2 separate regions of the Sus scrofa genome follow, and region 1 is linked to region 2. Evidence: chromatin contacts called from public Hi-C data. All regions are on one chromosome and are shown on one strand. The core of a region is the stretch at or near the end of the contact, and the rest is flanking DNA. Distances in the headings are between cores, read along the strand shown.

The links. A called contact is a pair of places that touch in the nucleus more often than the background predicts.
Region 1: a Hi-C map of embryonic fibroblasts shows a contact between it and region 2, with 5 times the contacts expected there. The contact joins two enhancer-like sites. A contact is called at or near these places in 2 of 5 promoter capture datasets (both in liver), 4 of 47 Hi-C or Micro-C datasets (embryonic fibroblasts and subcutaneous adipose tissue) and 1 of 2 datasets of contacts at active chromatin or transcription factors (alveolar macrophages).

The regions. Positions count from the first base shown.
Region 1 is chr13:33,621,128-33,623,827 of Sscrofa11.1, forward strand. The region is part of intron 39 of DOCK3 (dedicator of cytokinesis protein 3); the gene reads left to right. Among named protein-coding and RNA genes, the nearest start is that of MANF, 36 kb to the right of the region's middle. Within about 2 kb of position 1,409, at least 8 of the 83 cell types and tissues checked have an H3K27ac peak or open chromatin away from gene starts, as enhancers often do. A contact at or near this core is called in embryonic fibroblasts, where this site is marked.
Region 2 is chr13:33,105,141-33,107,840 of Sscrofa11.1, forward strand. The region is part of intron 2 of MAPKAPK3 (mitogen-activated protein kinase-activated protein kinase 3); the gene reads left to right. Among named protein-coding and RNA genes, the nearest start is that of MAPKAPK3, 9.1 kb to the left of the region's middle. Within about 2 kb of position 1,296, at least 41 of the 83 cell types and tissues checked have an H3K27ac peak or open chromatin away from gene starts, as enhancers often do. A contact at or near this core is called in embryonic fibroblasts, where this site is marked.

The sequences.
Region 1 (2,700 bases), core at 159-2,658, 520 kb after region 2:
CAAGCCCAGCTAACAGCTAAATCCATGCCCCACTGCCCCCAGAGGTCACAGCATGTTTGGGAATTCCTAGGGTACCTCTACAGAGCAGGTCGCCGTGGTGGCGACCTCAGATGACTGAGACCTGTGGCTCAGCTGCCACAAAGGGCCACACCCAGTTCCAACAAACCACAATCTAGAAGACGGTCAGGCTGGCACGCGAAAATTGAGGTTTTAATGAGTTTTTTCATCATAAAAAAATAAAGATTTAAACATTAATAACTTTTGCCATAAATCAGAAAATATTCATCAGTTTTATACAACATAGGTGACTTCACTGTTTGTCAAAACCATTCACCCATGTAGAGATAGCACTTGTAAAGAAGAATTTGTCCAGAACCTCAGGATCCCTTTGTAACCTAGCCCAGAAAGAAGACCCATGCTTAGTTCTCAGCCAGCACACTTGACTGATCCACAGTGCCAGCCCAAAGCTCCTCTCCCTGCTGGTCCATGGGTGGGCTTAGGGCCCATGGCATTATGCTTTTGGGCCTGACTGTCTGGCACCCAGCCCACCTAGAACTGCCACTTACCCATATGCCCAGCAAGCCCTCCCAGCACCAAGGGAATGAGATAAGCATGGTGTGAGTGTGTATGAGTGTTTTTATTGTACTAGCTATCTTTTCTTTTCATGAGCACAGAGTACAGAGCAGAGTTATGCTCTATCTGACTGAGCCTACCAGTGGGACATGTGAGCATTAATGGTCTGCTTTTTCTTCCCACACTACAGTACTGTTAAGAAAAGCAGGTTTAAAGCTTAGTATGGCCAAGAGATTGTAATGTAAAACCTGCCTGATTATTATAGATGAGCAGGAAAGGAAGGACTGGGAGGCTCCAAGCTCATCCTCAGAGGGGTATTTATCAGATTCATTCTCTTGGCCTCATACAAAAAGTCCAGCTTTTCCGTTTCTGTTCCTCCATACCTGATAGAAGGAATGGATTGGGCTAAACAGTTTTCTTGAAAGCATTCAGGGTTTTGATGGGGGGGGGGTGTTGTTTTTTGGGTTTTGGTTTTTTTTGGTTTTTTTGTTTTTAATGGCACAAGAAAAACAAAACCTGACCGATGCAGGGAAAGTGCTCCTGTAGGGTTCTTGGGGCCAGGAAGAAAGCTACCTTAGCAGCAAGAGGAGGGCAGAAAAGAAGAAGAGTGCAAGGGAGGGGCAGATAGTGAGTCCTAGACCTCAGCACTTCCAGCATACCCTGCCTCACCACCACTTTTCTTCCACATACTCCTAGCCTCTCTGTTACCTGCCTTATACAGACAGCCCAATCTCCTTTTTCCCATGTTTCTTTCCTGAGTATCCAGAAGGACTGAATCAGAAGTTCAACTCATGGTCATAGCCAAACCCTGAGTCATTCTCTCCAGTGGTGAAGTGGTTAACCTAGGAATCTGCTCCATGATAAATTGGACTGTGGTCACAGAGGGTCAGCTCTCCCAGGCCAGACAAAGAGAGAGGGACTCTCCGAAGGGTGTGGCATAGTAGGGATTGAAAAAATAAGAGAAGGTGTGAAGACGGGAGCGTAGGGCGTAGACAGGAAGGGAAGCTGGACAGAGGCCTCTGACTCCTATTTATCTGGCATACAAACCATCAGAACTGAACTAACCTTGTCTGTGAGGGTGGGCTCAGGCTCCACTGCCTGATGGTTACTATTGGTCACACTCCTTTAAAGGAATGATGAGTCTGTTGCTTCTAATATGTTGTGTGTAAACAAAAGTACAAAGACTGCCAGTCTGGAGTCCCAAGCTTTTGCCTTCCTTTCCAGTTTGATTAGAGTGAGCCAAGTCATTTCAGATTTTGTACCATCCCTGTTGAGGGGGCAACAAGGATGGATAAACACACATCTGCCCAAGCTGGTAGAAGTGATTGGATTTCAGACACTGGTAAAGCATTTTAGAGCTAGTTTTGCCTCCTGCCACAAGGAAGGAAACCAAGAGAAGAAATGTGGATGGGGATGCATTGCACCTGTAGCACATTCCCTATCTGTGTTCAGAGGTAGCTCTCAAAGCACCCAGACCCACCAGTAATCCAGCACAACCCTCAAAGCTGACAGAGTATTTTAAATCTCTTGGTCCTTGCTCTTGGGGACTGGGGGTGGGCTTGGAGCAGCAGAGCTACAAAAGCAGGGCAGAGATGCCAGCAAGGCAGATAAGCATTGATCCTAATAGGAGAGTGGAACTGCTTTACTCTCCTAATAGGAAAGTGGGAACTGCCGTCTGCAGGCATAGCGCCTTTAGCTCCACATGGGGCCCTCATTACCTAGATGAGCATTTCCCCAGGGGGCACGCCTGGAAGACTGGCCAGCAGTCTGCACATAGAGCATTGCTGCGCCAGCACCCCCAGAACTGCCTGCCAGGCCTCCTGTTGTGGGCCCTTCACTGAAACCTGCCCAAACAGCACTTAGAGCCAGAGAGGACAGGCATGTTGTGTACTTAGAATCTGTGATATGGGGGTACAAGAGACTCTCTAGCTCACTGAGGCAGAGGCATTGTATTGGAGCAAGGAGTCAGGGTCTATTTAAAATTCTCTTTGGTTTGTCTTGGTATTTTTAATTGATCCTACAGTTCAACCCATATGGCATTATTTTTTCTCCATCTTTCTTTTCTTTCTTTCTTTCTCTTTCTTTTTTGGGTGAAGGAGGGGAAAATAGCTTTATTGCTTTACCAGG
Region 2 (2,700 bases), core at 46-2,545:
TGTGTGCTCCCTGTGCGAGCTGGGATGAGCACCGCAGAGCAGCTGGCTCTCTGGCCTGTACCCTCCACATGACCCCTCCCCCCACCCCCAACCTCCAGGAAGCTCAGAGTCTATTTTCAGGAGTGCGAAGGGCCAGGGCCTTGACCTGCCACATTCATCGTCTCATTTCTCCAAGGGATCATAGCTTGTTCCATAACCGTTCCCTCAACATAAACAAGCCCCCTTCTCAGGATGTGGTGACAGACTGGCTGGTGCTCTCCATGCCCTCTGATAGCAGCAGCACAGGGGGTGGGAGGTGGGGCTTGGAGGGTGGGGATAAAAGCACCCACTTATCCCTTCAGTGCTTCCTACATGCTGAACACAACAGCAGAATCTAAGAGTGGGTTGTTATCACCCCCATGTCATGGATGCAGAGACTGAGGTACAGAAAGGTGCAGTAACTCATTTGGGGTCACGTAGCAGGATGTGCCCCAGATGGACTGGAACCCTGGCCTGTCTGGCAGCCAAGTTGTGGCCCTTGGCCATCCTTTCCTGTGTTCCAGGCTCGGTGGGATCAGCTATGCTCCTCTTCCAGGCCAGTCTGCCCATCTATAAGATGAGCAGGCCCTCTGCCTGACAAGTGTCCGCCTTCTGGCTTTTGGTGGGCAGTGATTATGGGCAGTGCTAGGGAAGCAGGCAGGTGGTGTGGCCTACTTTGCCTCCTGCTAGGGCTGCTCTTGCAAGAGGGCAGACAGCACGGAGGCTGGCTAGAGGTGCCCCAAGATGCCTCTCCTAAGCCAAGCTAGCACTGGTGTTGCCAGGGGAACAGTCAGTTGTGGTGACACCACCAGCAGGGTATGTGTTCTGCTGGGGACAGACACTCTGGGGTTATGACTCAGTTTTGAAGCCCCCTCACTGGTGCACTCCATGGCTCAATCTTTGAGTCAGCCCGAACCTAAACCAGGGTGTGTCCTTACCCCGGAGAGCCCGAGAGTAGGGATGAGTCACTGCAGCCCATTCCCATGACAGGAGTGTCCCTCAGTACCGCTGACCGCCTTTCCGGTCTCGCAGAGGGCAAGGCCTTTCTCTGTCTTCTGCTTCCCCTTCTTCAGGGCTATGGCTCCAGAGACCATGAAACTGTCTGGAGCCAGCTGGGTGTCAGAGGCCTGGGAGCCTTCCAGCTGAACAGGAGCAGGAGGGGGCGGGGAGCTGGGGGCCAAGGGAGGCTGGAGTTGCCCTGCCTTCCCTGGGAGGAGCCCTAGTAAGGAGTTGGCTGCTTGTACTCACCCAGGCCTGTGTGGGGAGCTGCAGGGACATGGATGAAGCCAAGGGAAGGGGAAAGATGCGGAGCTGATGTGGTATTGGCATCAGGAAGAGCGGGTCTGGGGGGTGGAGTCAGAGTTTTCCCTAAGGTCTCTCACCACGCCTCTGGGGGCGGTGTGCACCCTCCCAACCCTCCCCTCCCCATTCTTATTTCTTTGTCATCTTTGTAACATCTCCTCCAGGAGAAAGAGACCAGCTGTCATTATTCTGAGAGCTAGAAGGTGTTGGGTCCCCTCTCTAGAGCTGCGCAGAGGCATGGCCACCTGAGTGCCTCAGCAGTGGTCACCTGGGCATGGCCTTCCTCACCCCCTGCTGAGTGTAGGTGGCCCCTGTCCTCTAGCCCTGCACAGGCTCTGCAGGCATCACTGCAGCACAACTGGCCAGTTGGGGGCACAGACTCTGTGGCTGAGATGGAGCCTCTTCATGAGGAGGAACCATCAAAGAGACATTTTTGAGATTAGAATAAAACACTTGTGTTTTCTAAAAATGTTCAAGTCTTATAATGAAGATGTCTTATTTTTACACTGTCATAGAAGAAATAAAACCAGGGTAACATATCATCAATTATGTAGCTGATTTTGGGAGAAAAATCCTTTTTTCTTCTATGAAGTTAGAGGATAATAGAAGCTGGACCCTCTGAGTATGCATTCAGGGGGCTTACAGGGTGCCTGTGTGGCCTCTCCTCTGCCCCCTGTAGGGAGGCTATGGGGCAGAATGCTGGGGTCTGGTACCTGCCTGGGGTAGAGGTAGTTCTGATCCTGACATTTACTGTGTAACCTCCGGGAGAGGGAGGTGGTCATAGCACTTTCTGGGCCGCTTTCCCTGCCTGTAAAGCAGGTGCTGAGAGTCTCAGACCTGCCTGCCCTTCCCCTTGTCGCCATTTGTGAGGAAACTGCATGCCCATTTCACAGACGGGGAGCTGGGGCTTAGGGAGGTTAGGGGACCAGCCCAACGTCACCATACACTTTGCAGAAGGGGCATTGCTCAAAAGGATGCACAAAGGAGTTGAAGGTGTAAAGGTGTCTGCCACGTGGGAGAGTGGGGGTGTCCCCCCTCCTCGGTCTGCCAAAGCTGGCTCAGGTCTCTAGCTCTCAGCCTTGCTTCCCATGCCCCAGGGTCCCGCCCAAGAGATCAGCCATGGTCTCCCCATACTGGAGGGTCTGCTCCTCCTCACTAAGCCTTTCACAGCAAAACAGGATCCATAGATTCTTGATTCTTTGTCCACTTTAGCAAAGCCCAGCCCTGCCCCTCTCAGGATCTGAGACCTGCTGGATTGGAGGGAGTCTGTGTCCCTGGGTCCAAGAGGCTGCACCTGAGTTTCCCCAAATTCTAGAAAACAGGAAGATGAAGCACGTGAGGCCACCTCAGGGCAAGACCCAGGAGAATGCTGAAGCCAAG